Linked DNA regions of Pan troglodytes: all the other regions are linked to region 3. Evidence: chromatin contacts called from public Hi-C data. All regions are on one chromosome and are shown on one strand. The core of a region is the stretch at or near the end of the contact, and the rest is flanking DNA. Distances in the headings are between cores, read along the strand shown. Region 1 holds the start of VPS13D (vacuolar protein sorting 13 homolog D). Region 2 overlaps VPS13D (vacuolar protein sorting 13 homolog D). Region 3 holds the start of DHRS3 (dehydrogenase/reductase 3).

Evidence for each region. A called contact is a pair of places that touch in the nucleus more often than the background predicts.
Region 1: a Hi-C map of stem cell-derived neural progenitor cells shows a contact between it and region 3, with 4 times the contacts expected there. The contact joins the promoter of VPS13D here to the promoter of DHRS3 in region 3. A contact is called at or near these places in 1 of 7 Hi-C or Micro-C datasets (stem cell-derived neural progenitor cells) and 1 of 1 datasets of contacts at active chromatin or transcription factors (stem cell-derived excitatory neurons).
Region 2: a contact with region 3 is called in a Hi-C map of induced pluripotent stem cells, with 3 times the contacts expected there. The contact joins the enhancer-like site here to the promoter of DHRS3 in region 3. A contact is called at or near these places in 3 of 7 Hi-C or Micro-C datasets (induced pluripotent stem cells and stem cell-derived neural progenitor cells), 1 of 1 datasets of contacts at active chromatin or transcription factors (stem cell-derived excitatory neurons) and 1 of 1 other capture datasets (stem cell-derived neural stem cells).

What each region holds. Positions count from the first base shown.
Region 1 is chr1:219,776,580-219,781,350 of NHGRI_mPanTro3-v2.0_pri, reverse strand. VPS13D (vacuolar protein sorting 13 homolog D) reads left to right here and starts at 2,072. Exons shown (of 70, transcript XM_514406.7): 1 at 2,072-2,181.
Region 2 is chr1:219,687,635-219,692,621 of NHGRI_mPanTro3-v2.0_pri, reverse strand. VPS13D (vacuolar protein sorting 13 homolog D) reads left to right here. Exons shown (of 70, transcript XM_514406.7): 31 at 1,019-1,284; 32 at 2,442-2,575; 33 at 4,753-4,908. Among named protein-coding and RNA genes, the nearest start is that of VPS13D, 89 kb to the left of the region's middle. Within about 2 kb of position 2,836, at least 3 of the 24 cell types and tissues checked have an H3K27ac peak or open chromatin away from gene starts, as enhancers often do. A contact at or near this core is called in induced pluripotent stem cells, where this site is marked.
Region 3 is chr1:219,385,723-219,390,566 of NHGRI_mPanTro3-v2.0_pri, reverse strand. It overlaps DHRS3 (dehydrogenase/reductase 3), which reads right to left and starts at 3,123. Exons shown (of 6, transcript XM_001145600.6): 1 at 1,109-3,123. The coding sequence starts at 1,303.

The DNA.
Region 1 (4,771 bases), core at 823-3,322, 390 kb before region 3:
TGCTCTGTTGCCGAGGCTGGAGTGCAATGGTGAGATCTCGGCTCACTGCAACCTCTGCCTCCTGGGTTCAAGCAATTCTCCTGCCTTAGCCAGGAGAGTAGCTGGGATTACAGGCACCTGCGACCATGCCCGGCTAATTTTTGTATTTTTAGTAGAGATGGGGTTTTGCCAAGTTGGTCAGGCTGGTCCTGAACTCCTGACCTCAGGTGATCCACCCACATCTGCCTCCCAAAGTGCTGAGATTGCAGGCATGAGCCACTGCGCCTGGCCTGGGCCATGTGCATTTCTAATAAGCTTCCCAGGTACAGCCAAGTGTCTGTGCTAGGTGATCTGGACTTCGAGGTCCTTCACCTCTGAAGGACTGCCTTCCTTCCTCCTTCTGTCTGTGGAGTTCCAGGTTTTACTCCCAAACCTCAGCCCCAGAGGAGACCCAGCATCCAGATTCTGAGAGGTTGATCCCACCATACAGGAACCCCAGTCTTGCTCAGGAGTGAGTCAGCCCAACATGCACCCTCATTAGCTTAGCATCATGAGGGTTGGTAATTATTATGGTAAATACATGATTGTAACCTTGCCGTTCTGCTTCCTGCATCTTCTAATTTATATGAGCCTGAGGTCTCCCTCTTGCCCTTCTTGTGATAATGCAAGGAGGAAGTGTTCAGTTGTTCATTCATACACACTTATTGAGTCTTTTCTGTGCTAGGCAATGTCTAGGTGTTGAAGAAACACTGTGAAAGGGATAAAATCTCTGTTTTCAAGGTACTGGGGAAAGAACAACATATGTATAAACAAACAAGGTAATCTCAGGGAGTATTAGGTTCCATGAAGAAAATACAACAGGGTAATGGATAACGGAACTTTATTTTTATTTTTATTTTTGAGAGGGAGTCTCACTCTGTCTGGAGTGCAGAGGGGTGATCTCGGCTGACTGCAACCTCCGCCTCCCGGGTTCAAGTGATTCTCCTGCCTCAGCTTCCCCAGTAGCTGGGACTACAGGTGTGCACTACCACGCCCGGCTAATTTTTGTAGTTTTAGTAGAGATGGGGTTTCACTACGTTGGCCAGGCTGGTCTCAAACTCCTGACTTCAGTGATCCGCCCGCCTCAGCCTCCTGAAGTGCTGGGATTACAGGCATGAGCCACCGTGCCCAGCTCATAGTGGAACCGTAGATAGGCACAAGTCCTCTCTGAGTGGAATATTTGAAGCCAGAGGGAGTCAGCTATACGAATATCCAGAGCTATTCTGTAGCTCTGGATTGGCCACAAGAGGCTATTGAGCACTGGAATTCTGGCTAGTTTGTACTGAGATGCGCAGTAAATGTAAAATATACCCGAATTTCAAAAACTTACTATAAAAAAGTTAACATATTGTATTAGTAATTTTTTCTTTTGGCTACATGTTGAGATGATCATATTTTGAACATATTGGATTAAATATATTAAAATGAAGTTCATTTTCTTCTTTTTCGTTTTAAAAAAATGTACTAGCTAGTAAATGTGAATTGCCTATGTGGCTGGCATTGTATTTCTATTGGTCTGGGGAGAAGGCTCCTAGGTAGAGACAACGGCAAATGTACAGTTCCTGGGGCAGAAACTGAAGGATGCTGAGGCAGAGTCGGCCGGGGAAAAAGTGGCTGAAATGGGAAGGGACCAGATCCAGTGGGACCTTGGTGGCAGCTCTGTAAGGAGGTGGGTTTTAACTGAAGTATGGTGGGGACGCCGTTTTAAGCAGGGAAGGGCAGGGTCTGAATTAACAGGCCCCTGTGGCTGCGAAGTGGGGAACGGACTGTGGGTGAGTGGGCCAGACGGACGGCCAATTGCACCTTTCGCTTGGATGGAAGGCAGGGTGGTTGTAGGTGGGAAGAATCCTGGGTTCCCATGCTGTCTGAACCAGAGTCATTTGTGGCCCTGCCCTCCCCTGGGACTCAGTTTCCCCACCTATAAAATAAGCCCCAGTGTCCGCGAACCCTGGAGGGGCCCGCACCACTGCAGGAGCGGCCGCCGGCGCCAGGGGGCGCCTCCTCGATAACTCGGCGCTCGGCTGGCCAGGCACCGGCGCGTCGGCCGCTCGATTGGTCGGGTCGGGGCCGGCCTGAGCGCCGCGGGCCTGCGCCATTGAGGAGCGGCGGGGAGGAAACGCCGCGCAGCGCCGGGCTGGGGCGGGCGGCCCGGGACACCGACAGGTAGGGGCCGAGCGGCTCCGTGCCGGGCGGGGCCAGGGTCGGGAACTGCAGGGCCGGCGCGGACCCGCGGGCCGCCGCTAGGGCTCCGCCTGGACATGGGGGCCCGGGCCCACCCTGGGGAGAGCGATGCTGGGAGCCTGGGGGCCCCGTCGTCCGGCCTCGGTCTGAGCCCCTCGGGGTAACCCTGGGCGTCTGCTCCCCCCGGGCCCCAAGCCCGCCACCTCCGGGGACCCCTGCGTCCGAATCCCCGCGAGCACCCCAAGCACAGGCTCGGGGCTGGCTGAACCTCTGGGAACCCCGACGTCCGTGTCCTGGGGAGCCCGAGCCCCCGCTGGACCCCGGCACACTTTCCGGGGTCCCAGCAGCCTGGCGCCCTGGAATTGGGGGGTGTCAGTCCGCGCCTGTCCGCCTGAGCCTTGGTCTCAATGCAGGACCCCAGTGTGCGAGCCCCCCACATTACGCCGAAGAGTGGGGTGTCAGTTCTCTAGAATGCCTTAGCCACCTCCCTTAATCAGCCACCCGAGGTCACACTCTCGGGTGGAGACATCAGGCCTAAAACCTCTCTTTACCTTTTGCCCCCCAGGGTCACGCCCTGGCCCAGCCACTCCTCCTAGGTGTGGGATGCCAGACATCAGGCCTAAAACCTCTCTTTACCTTTTACCCCCCAGGGTCACGCCCTGGCCCAGCCACTCCTCCTAGGTGTGGGATCCCGGCGCCGTTCCCTCCAGGTTTTACTTGGGTGGTGGGGTCTCTGTCCCCTGGAGGGGGCTGAGGGTTCCGAGAGCTGCGGGCGGGAGGGTTGTGGGAGCGTCGCCTTCCGGGCAGTGCCGTTCCTGTGGGGCCACCGGTCGCACAGCCGTCCCCGCCCCGGTTTTGGAGCTCCCTGGCGCCGGCAGCGTTCAGCCCTGGCCGCCTCGGGGAGGGACGCCCAGGTCCGGTTGCCAGTCCTTCCTATTCCCGGTCTGGCCGCTCCTCAGGGGAGGGGCCTGGCTCAAGGTCATGCCCGGCTGTCTGCCCGCCCGTGGGCTCAGCACTGATCCCTACTGTCACCCGCCCCACTGGGTAGGGGAGCCCAGGTGGGGTTTAGTGCCAGGCAGCTGCCTAGAAGTCCTGATGGACCGGAGTGTAAACACTTTGGGACTCTGGCCAGTCTGGCGGCCCTTGCTGACACTGAATTCCTTCAGGGAATCCTTGAAGTGGCCTCAAGCACGGTCTAGATGCTTAGCAGAGCAAATAATGGGTGCTTTCTGGTTTGGGCCTCCATGTTACTGACCAGGTTGCCTTACAATGCTAATCACTCATACTTTTAAAATCTGTGCTTTGCATTCTTTTCCGTTTAGGGCAAGTAGGGTAGGGCCTGAACTTGTTTACAAACTGACAGTTGTTTCCCTTGATTTGGAGATAATTGGTAGTTGGCACTCAGAGTTGGCATTTAGGGCCGAAATTAGTGGCAATAACTACAAAAATAAAGAGTACTCTGACCTTGGCTTCTTACTCAAGTTTGTTTGGAGTCCCCATAGTAAGATTAGTCAGTTTCACATTTGGTTTTCACAAATTTACTCCTTTCAAGTTATAATAGTGGCCGGGCACGGTGGCTCACACCTGTAATCCCAGCACTTTGGGAGGCCAAAGTGGGCAGATCGCTTAAGGTCAGGATTTCAGACCAGCCTGGCCAACATGATGAAACCCTGTCTCTACCAAAAATACAAAACTTAGCCGGGGATGGTGGCAGGTGCCTGTAATCCCAGCTACTCAGGAGGCAGAGGTAGGAGAATCGCTTGAACCCAGGAGATGGCGGTTGCAGTGAGCCGAGATCCGAGATCCCGTCACTGCACTCCAGCCTGGGCGAGGGAGCAACACTCTGTCTCCAGAAAAAAAAGTTACAATAGAGAAATGTTTCTTTTATTCAGACTGTTGAGCATTTTTTTTTAAATTGTTCTTATAACATCTTCTTTAAACAAATGTAGCTAATAATTAGTTTTATGTAACTCTACCCTTAAAAAATATCTTTATATTCCATTTGCAGAAAAAAAAATCTTTGGAAAGAAATTGGTCAAATATTTTACCAAATGCTGTTTTTTTCTTTTTGCTGTCACTGTTGACCAATAAAAGTTAATCTTCTCTGGAAGTACAAGATATTGTTGACAAACAAAAGCCAGTTTTTCCAGGAGATTGAATTCATTCTTGTGGAGGCCTTGTGCTTCTGGTAGTTGTTGGATGGCAGCCTCTCAGTTGGGATAGGTGTATCTTCTAGCACTAAGATGAATCACTAGAGGTGGGGCAGCGTGCTTGGAGAGGATCCTGAAAGTAGGCTGGCTCCAGTGGGATGCGTGCCATGGCAAGTCTGTAGTGCCTGGCAGGGTGGCTGATGACTGACATGGTGGATCAGAGCAAGATTTGAGGCTCACAGTTTCCACTGGGATCTTCTAGTTGAGCAGTCTCAGAACCCAGTTAAACTTTTGTGTCTCAGTTTCCCTCATGTTGACTTTTTGTAATACTATAATTAGTCTTTTTTTTTTTTTTTTGGTAATACTGGTAAACACCAGTTATTATAACAGGCAGTAGTACCTACAAAATCTAAATACCGTGG
Region 2 (4,987 bases), core at 1,587-4,086, 300 kb before region 3:
AATGTCATCTTACTTGTTCTCCTCGGGCCAAAAGATCTGCGCTGTCAGGTCAATTTCAATTAGAGAAACAATCTAGTACTAGTGTGTGTAAACTTGGTATTATTTATAAAGAAGTGATCCTAGACGTCAAAGAAGGAGTGCCTCATTGATCTTCTTGAAATAGCCCATAGGGAAAGAAAGTGACATTTATCAAATGCCTGCTTTGTGCCTGGTGCTTTATTTCTTATCATATTAATATTCTTCATTTTATAAGTAGGGAAACAGGCTGAGAGAAGGTAGGTGGCTTTCGTAAGATAACACAGCTCGTAAATGGCAGTATTTAAGTCTGCGTCTCTGACTTCAAAGCCTGTGCTCTTTATCATACCAGAATTTCTTGACCTTAGCACTATCGATGTTTTGGGTCAGATAATTCCTTATTATGGGGCTGTCCTGTACATTGTGGGATAGTTAACAGCATCCCTGGCCTCTACCTATACTAGATAGCAATAGCAACCCCCTCTAGTTGCAATTGCAATTGAAATGTGAATAAAAATTGTCTCCAAGGGCCAGGTGCAGTGGCCCACATCTGTAATCCTAGCACTTTGGGAGGCTGAGGCGGGAGGATCACTTGATCCCAGGAGTTTGAAGTTACAGTGAGCTATGATCGTGCCACTGCATTCCAGTCTGGGCAACAGAGTGTGACCCTGTCTCTTAAAAAAAAAAAGAAAAGAAATAATGTCTTCAGGGGAGCAAAACCATCTGATTGAGAACCACTGAGCTATACTATCTATGCTGCTTTCTTATAAAATGTTCCTTTTTGTTTAAAAATATGATTAACTTATTATACTGAATGTGTTATTAAACCAGTAATACACTGAACGTGTTATTCAACCAGTGTTCAAAGTTTACTGATACTCAAAGCAGGCAGTTTGGAAAATACTGGAATACCACCCGCCAAAACTGAGCAGTACATTTGCAGGTTATTGAAATAACCATGTTTCTTTTTCCCTATTTATTTTCTCCTGTCTTCTTTTTATAGATCTACCAAGGATTCCTCCTGCTTTACAGTAGTTCTCAACAATCTCCGTGTGTTTCTCATATTTGACTGGCTACTGTTAGTCCATGATTTTCTCCACACTCCCAGTGATATTAAGAAACAAAATCATGTTACTCCTTCTCGCCACCGTAACTCTAGCAGCGAATCTGCTATAGTTCCCAAAACTGTGAAGAGTGGAGTAGTTACCAAGCGGTCTTCCCTTCCTGTGTCCAATGAAAGGCACCTGGAGGTCAAGGTCAATGTAACAGGTGATTATATGTTGGTGTGATTCATTGGTGCTTAGTTTGGATGTTAGGCTCAATATCTGCCTTACAGGATGATTGCTCTTTTGCCTCCCATTTTTCACATGAGCACTTACACATTTGCCTCTTTTACAGACCTGCAAGCATCAGAGGTCTTGGCCTCCATTTTCAGGTGGGAGCTGCCTGGCCCACTGAAGACTGCGGGGTCGCTTGTCCCTGTCCCCTGCCTGCCTAGTGCGTGTGCCTGGCCCGAGCACCCGCCTGGGCAGTGGTCTTTTTTTTCCAGTGTACAGTCTGTCTGCAATTTGCAGTTTGATCTTTAGGGCCCTAACAGATGTGCTTTATGGAGTTTAGGCAAGTTTCGTATGTGAAAACCTCAGTTTTGAAGATAAGTAAGTGAGGAGATTTTTATTTTCATTACAAAAAGAATATTTTTCTTTGTATAGATGAATTTACTATGGCATTTGTTGACTAGCGAACTCATCTAGTGCATCTGTATGTATTTGTGTATTTATTGTTATGTTTCTGATACCTGTACCTGCTTCTCAGTGATTTTGATGAAGCTGGCTAGCACAATGCGTTTTACATGAGTTCAGTTACAAGCTTGATCTATATATGGTTTTTGATAAAAACACAGTTTAAAGCAGAGTGAATTTACTACTAAATATATACACATAAGTTGAAAACGTACTGATTTCAAAAATCTCGATATTAAATTGGTCTGTTCTTTGTAAACAACCTTGTAAATAGCTACTTAGATGCATAGTGCCTGACCAGCATTAGTACCTGAGTCTTCTTCCTGGAATTTTCAGTCAGGTCATCACTTAGAGAAAGGATGATTTTGTGAACTTCTGAATATCTGCTAGCCCTCCCAGGAGAACTGGGGTGCAGTTTCTCTGTCTAGTTTAGAAATATTCTAAAGAGAGAATCACATCCCAGTCTTTCCTGCTGCTGCAGAGCTCTGTTGGTTCAGCTGCATGTGGCCAGATGCAGAGTATTGGTTCAGGATGACACTGTTAGTAAATGTCAGCAGACATTTTGGAGAAAAATCTTACTGGTTCGTGTTGTTGCCTGGTGGAAATGCGCTCGCTGCCTTGTTTGCAACAGCTTGGTGTTTTCCAGCTTCCCAGCTCTGGCTTGATTGACGACGTTGTCCTTTCCAGGTACGGAGTTTGTGGTCATTGAAGATGTGTCCTGCTTCGACACCAATGCCATTATTCTGAAAGGCACCACAGTGCTCACCTATAAGCCCCGGTTTGTTGATCGCCCCTTTTCAGGAAGTTTGTTTGGCATCGAGGTAAGAAGTCTATGTGTTGATCACGGCACTGCGTGTTGGCTCACGAGAAAAGCATCTGGAAGAGAATTTTACCTCTTAAACTTGCATTAGGGGAAGTAATTCATGAAATTGGAAGACCGTTGCCCTCTTCTCCTCTTTGTTTTCTCCCCAAATCTACCTGGCTATTCTAATGCATGAATTCAGTCTCCCAGTGTTAGGCTATAAATATGCAGAGGACATTTGCCTCTTTCTCTTACACCCTTTCTTCCTCAAGAAGTTCAAGGAGACTTTTCCAGTCCCCACTGCCCTGTCAGGCACCTTGTTGTGCCCTCTCGTTCTGCAGACCTCGTCCATGAAGGTGAGGCCGTGGGTCTCATTTCCCCTGCATCCCTCTCCTCACCTGGAGTGCAGCCCTGTGAAGAGCTAGGGCTTTGGGAAGGGAAACCTATTTATACAAAGTGCTAAGGATCTTATATGTTATCCTTTCAGGAATACCTGATCCATAAAAGGGCAGCTCTGCAGAGTCCTGCCTGGCTGAAAGGAGCGCATGGATAATAGTGGTGCTTTAGGCTCTCATGTCATCTCATGAAGAAGATAATTTGTGCTGGAGTGGCCTTTGTAGCTCAGAAATGTCATTATGCAATATTAGGCCAAAAGTGCTTTGTCTCTTGTTAAGCCATGGGGTGTGGGGACAGAAGGGGAACCGTGGCATGTTCTTGTTTCTATCAGATGTTTGTACTTGACTCATCTCAGCTCACATTCCCCATGCCGTACTGTTAGGATATTTGGTTGGGGTTCCTTTTGCTTTACGATCGGCCTTTTCATGCCCCTTTCTTTCCAGTGGTATTGCTCAAAGTTTGAAGGAATAAAACTTATTTTCACTGTTAGGAGTATATGGTTTATGGTTTTGAGACAAACATAGTGGAATAAAGCCTGTAGGGACTCTACTTCTTGACCACTTGTTTCTCTCTTGTAAAGAAACCTCCGTTTGAGAGGAAGGATTTGCATGCTGGTGTGATGTGAGTTGATCATGAAATTGCAATTCATCTGCCCTCCAAGCCACCACAATACTAGCTTTGAATGGAGAATCTTGCTGATTGATTAATGAACTGTCAGGTACAATTGGGTTTTGTGTAGCAGAAACCCCTGAAGGAAAAAGGAAAATGAAACTTTTCTGTTCTGAAGTCTTAGGACAACTACATGGCAAAATATTTGAGATTGCTGGAAACTCCTTTCAGTCCTGCCTTTGAGGCAGCACAGTTGGATCTGAATTTTAAGACCAGCTTGATAAATCATCGGGGGAGAATTTATAAAGTATGAATTTTGAATATGGCAAAGGACCTTGCTGTCACATGTTTTTCACAGCACTAGGATAGGTCCCAAAAAGGTGGTGGAGGGGGTGAAGAGGGTAAGAAGGACCCAAATGATTGCGCTTTTCTTTCCTCTGTGCTCTTCCTGAGCATGCAAAATAATTTGGTCCTAGAACTGGAGTCCTTTCTCGCTCTCTCCCTTCTTTCTCTCTCCCAATGAATGTATTTATTTTTTAACCTTTTATTATAGAACATTTCAAATGTATACAAAGTAAACAGAATAATATAATGAACTCCATATATACCTATCACCCAGCTTTAATAATATGTTTATTTTTAATTATGAAGATATTGTGAGGAGGGAAAATAATCATATATGATTTCTGATAGGTTATTTTGGTGTGTTTCTTTCCTTAAAGTTGGGGAGTAACATTATTTTGGGTTGTGTTTTCACTTTGTGTTGTAACTGTCTTCTTAAAATCCATATGGTCTTTTTTGTCATTTTTAAATGGCTGCAAATACTCCATTGAGTAGATGTGATATAACCTTGGCTGCTCTTAATTTTTTTTAACTATTAAATAATGGTTTAGTGATTTTTTTTTTTTTTTGCTAGTTCCTAGAGAGAAGTAGGATTACTGGATCAAAGGGTGTGAGATTTGTAAGGCTTTCGGGGTGTATTGCTAAACTGCCTTTTCCTCTGGGTGAACCACTGCGTGTGCTCTCGGCAGCGGTGGGGGGCTTCACTCTTCACAGTATTTATTTCAGCAGTTGTTATGGGTCTTGTGATAACACATGGCTGACTGCTTCTGAGATAGCCTCTTTGTGCTGGTAGTTGGACCCTTCCTAAATCAGACATTAATTCTCGCCATATTGCATTTCATTCTCTAGGTGTTTTCATGCCGACTAGGGAATGAGCATGATACAGCTCTTTCAATTGTGGATCCCGTACAAATTCAAATGGAGTTGGTGGGGAATTCTTCTTATCAAAATAGTTCAGGATTGATGGATGCATTCAATAGTGAAGATTTCCCACCTGTCCTGGAGGTAATGATGCAAAATCTGTGCAATACGTTGATATGCTCTCAAACACTGTCCTATGCAGGCACTCTTATTTGCTCTGAGC
Region 3 (4,844 bases), core at 1,874-4,373:
TTGTAAATCTCAGGGCAGTATTTAACAAAACAAAAGCAACCTGGAATTACATGCAGGTTTGGTTTTCTACAGTACATATTTACTTAATCCCCAAGGTATGCGGCTCCATGTCAGATCAGCTGGCTTTGCGGCCCTTTCACCCCCCTAGTTCACAACAGTTTAAGTTTCAAACTAATTCCCTGTTTTCGCTCTTCCTCTTCACAGGGCTGGCTGGAGACAGCCTGGCCTGCCTCCCTCTCCTGATGGCTCTGGTCACCGCGTGAGTCAGCCTGGCCTGGGCTGGGAGTTGGGTGACAGCCTGCCCACTCTCCCCACTCTCTGGCACCAGGTCTCCAAAACCTGGAGCAAGGGGTGCCAGGACCACCAAAAAGTTAAAGGCCGTGTCTGGTGGGCAGGACCCTCCTTGCAGCACCACCTTCCAGCTAAATGGGGAGGGATCCCTGGGGGGTGTACTGGGGGGGAGGGGACAGGGTTGAAGGTGAGAACAAGGGCTCTTTATCAGTAGCTGCTTACCCTGGCCTCCTCTTTCCTGCTTTCCAAACACCTGGGCCTCTCAGTGTCGGTCCGGCCAGACTACTGCATCCAAGACCGCTCTTCCCTTTTCAAACCCAAACCAAGTACCCCCTCTCGTGTCTTCAGAGCTGCAGCCGCCCAGGTTGGGGCTGGGTAGCGGGTTGCCAAGGAAAATACGAGGCGCCAGCTAGCAGGCGGCTCCCAGCTCTACCCAGGAGTGCGCACACCCTGCACTCACCAGGGTGGCGGCAAGAAAAAGGGGGGAAGGCGGGGGAGGGGGGCACAACACCTTCCTTTGGGAGGCAGGAATGTGGGAAATGGGTGGCTCTCTTAAGTTTCAGGGTGGGGGTGAATAGCCAGTCAGCCAGCCACCGATCCCAAAGGAGCGGATCAACTCTGAACCTGCCAAAAAAGACAGTCCGGTGCCCGGGAAATTTACAAGGTGAAACCGACTAGCTCAGCACTCGTGGGTGGCGCGGACAAGTGGGGTGGCCGGCGACTCTCAGCTCCCGGGCGCGGGATCCCGCAGCGGCAGCAGGTGGGCTCACCCCCGCCCCTGCGGCCCCCCACTCCCTGGAGTCGCAGTGCCTGGTACCTTTCTGGCGCCGCGCTCCGCGAACTCGCGGGCGAGCTGACGCCCGATGCCTCTCCCGCCGCCGGTGATGAGGACGTTCTCCCGCGACAGGTCCCGCAGCTTGGCGGGCAGCACCAGTCCGACGGCTGCTTTCACCACCAGATAGATCATCTGTAGAGGGAACATCACCAGCGCGCCCAGCCGTTTCCACACCATCCTCCGCGCCGCGGAGCCGGGCAGGGGGCGAAACTCCCCGGGCCGAGCAATACAGGAATTAAAAAACACCCCGAACAATAAATAGTAAACCGAATAAGGAGAGAGGCGTCCCACCTGGCCACTCTTGAAATCACCTCTTTCCAAATGCAAAGCACCGGGTGAGAAAAAGAAAAAAAAAAAAAAAGATAAATTCTCCTCTGGGGGAGAAAAAGCGTCTCCTAAGGTTGGGACGGTAAAAGAGGTGGAGGGGGAAGCCGGAGGTGGAAAGTTCTAACAAGAAGTTTCTTGCCCCAGCAGCCGTTTCGGCTGGGGAATTCTCAGGTAATGTTTACAGACTGACAGAGGAGTTTAGGGAGGGGAAGAAAAAAAAAAAAAAAAAGGCACCAACCACACGCGCGCACCCTGCCTCGGTCCCGCGGTTTCAAAGTGCAAGATTAAAAAAAAAAAAAAAAAAAAAAAAAAGCTGATTCCAAATTGTAGCGCCCCCACCCCCACCCCGTCTCCAGAAAAAAAAAAAAAAAAGTGGGGGGGAAAAAGTGCTTGGAGCTCCCAATTTCAGCCCGCGAAAGTCTCCCGACTCATTGCTATTCTTGGGCTCAGGAAATTGCTTAAACGCGATCTGATTGCCAGCAACGTGCAGGAGAAGTGGGGGGTCCGGGTGTCAGTTTCTTTACGTGCAGCGCTCGCCCTCGCGCGCGCTCGCTCGCTCCGGCTCCCTCCCTCCCTCTCTGTTCCAGCAGAGGCTGGGAGTTGCCGCTCGATCCAGCTCCCCTTCTCTCCCTTTTTAGCATTTATTGCCTTCTTTTTGTCCTTTCCAACTTGGAGAGGGTCCGGGTGTGGAGCGCGCGTGGATCGGACGCCTTGGTCTGCGCGGCCCTATTCATTCGCTCCCCGGGCAGCCGCGTCGCGGAGAGGGCGGCCCCTTTTTCCCCCATTTTTTCAATACCCCATTAAGTCTGATTGACAGTTAAAGTTGTTGGGAGGCTTCACTACCGTTCCTCTGAGTGGCTGCTGCGGCCTCCCCTCCCCCTGCGCCGTCGCGGGGAGCGCGCATAAGGCGCGCACTCGGGCTCGCCGGGACTCGCGCTCTCCCGGGACTGGCTCCCCTCTCTGCAAGCCGGGACTTGCCGCCGGTGTCCCTGAGGGCTCGCAGCTGTAACTCGAACACGCTGGAACCGACTCCGGCGAGCCGGCTGCCTTCTCGAGACGTTCCTCCTTGCCCGGGCCCCCCGCGGGCCAGGTGATCACCCCTGCGTGTGGAGCAGGCCCGGGGGAGCTTGCGTATGCCTTGATCCAACCAGGTCACCCAGGGTTTTATTTCAGGTCATTTGGTCATCCCCGGCCTCCAGGTAGGATCAGGAAGCCACTCCTCACCTTTGCCCGGACCTCTTCTGTGTTCACGTAGAGTGGACTTTTAAAAGCCTGACCCAAGTGCCTCACGATGCTTAGGGGGAAGCCTCTGGGGAGCAGGACTTTGCTTTGAGGGGAGGGAGTAGTCAAGGTAAAGGAACCTCTGCTCCGAGTGCCAATAAAATCCCCACAAGATTAGCTGGGAGCATATTTATTGCTCATCTGAGCTAGAATTACCTTGACTGACAGCAATTTCCTTAATAACAAAAGCCTGTAAACAAAACGTCCTATTCCTGCGCCCCTGTGCTGTGCAGCCAGCGTCTCCTGTCCTTGGGTCTCCCTGGACTGCCCTGGCGGGGCACCCACCTTCTAACCTCCTGCCCTTCCCGACCGGAATGTCTCCCCTGCTGGAGGGTGGGACCGAGCTATTTAGAGTTGTCTGTTGCAGGAAGTCTGGGAGGTGAGTCACTAAAAAGCAGCCCCAGTTCAAAGTGCTGATGGGACTTGCCTCCCGCCCCCCTGCACGTTCCCGGGGCCGGAGGAGCGAGAGCGAAGCAGGGAGCTGCCCTGTAATCTGGGGCAGCCGTTTCCAGCCCGCGACTTGTTCAGACGGCGATTCCTGGGCCTCACCCCCAGAGATTCTGATTCAGCAGGGCTGGGTGCGCTGGGATCGGTACTTTCAATGCTCCGCCTGGTGAGAAAGTCACTTCGAAAAACGCTGATCTGCGGGGAGGGGAGGCTGGGATTACCTCGTCACCTGCAAAGACCTAGTTCTGGGGAGAGGTTCTGCAGGGGAGGATCTTCCTTCTGGGTGAAAAGCCACTGGAAGAGCAAAAGGCAGGAGAGGCTTAGGATGAGCAACTGTCCTGCACTGAGGGCCTATATTCTGACACAGTCCTTCCCCTGACCTTGCAATCGGGGGACTGTTATCCCATCGTCCAGGTTACCCAGCCAGGAAGTGCAGGAGGGGGGATCCCAATCCAAACCTCTTCCCACTCTGACCAGACGGGAGGAGAGAAGTGGAGGATGGGGTTCAGCTAAGGGTTGCAGAGCAGAGACCCCCCCTAACGCCCCCAAGAGTCTGACCGAAGGGCGGACCAATGTCTCCATCAGACCCCAGGGCCGGACTCCATTGTGGTGACGGCCTCCTCTCATCTTCGAGGTCTGTAAAAATGGGAAAGCGATTCCAGCCTGGGAGTGACAGGCCTTTCCCACCCAGCAGCGGCTGGTGTCCGCCAGGCCTGCGAAGAAGCCTGGAAAGATCTGAAGACAGAGTCAGGCTGCAAAAGCGGGCTTTGCTCATCTGTTGTCCTCGGAGCCGCCTGGTGGCCCAGATAGGATACTGCGCCTCCGAGCTGCCCGGCCTCCAACCCCGCGGCGTTCCTGCTAACTAACCATGCTTTTCTTCCAGGCATTTCTCTCATGTAAGGTTAACACCCCAAGTCTAAAAGGGCTTGTGAAGATCATAGTCCTCCTCCCCCACCCCAAACACACTTTTATGGCTGGGGAAACTAAAGCCAAAAGATATGAAGCAACTCATATACAGAGATGCATTTTCACCCCAACTAGCCCACCCTGGTCAGATGCCAGATCGGCTGGGCAACGGTTAGGTCCCTCTTACATCTCTCTGGTTGTGTGCCTGGGATGGAGGGCAGACGGTGGGAAGGAGGTCAGGAACCCAAATTGACCTTTAGTGCCTCAGGGCCTTTACACACTTTCTGATTGAATTTCCTTAACAGCCCAGGGAGGCACGTGCCCATTTATTGCAGGAGGAAACAGGCTCAGTAAATCTAAGTAACTTGTGCAATGCCACGCAACCTGCTTCTCAAAAGGTTTGGGATGAAATCAGAGGAAAAAAGAACATGTCAGACATTCCCCAAAGGAACTGACAGTTCCAGAAGCTGGCCTGAGGTGGATGGTGGCCTTTTTTTCTACTTGGTCCATCTTTCAGGATGTGGTTTTTGTGGGACTGGCAGCTCTGCAAGCCACACGTTTCTCCCAGCATCAACTGCTCAGAGAGAAACTTGTCACCTCCTCTGTTGCCCTCCCCCGAGGTCCCTGGGAAGATGGGGCCAAGGAGACCTTGTGTGGGGGTGATGTGTGTGTGCACAGTTCAGCAGGCTGGCCTTGAGGGTCGTGTGGCCTGGCTTCAGTGAGAACAGCAGGGACACATCCTCTCTGCCTTTCCCTC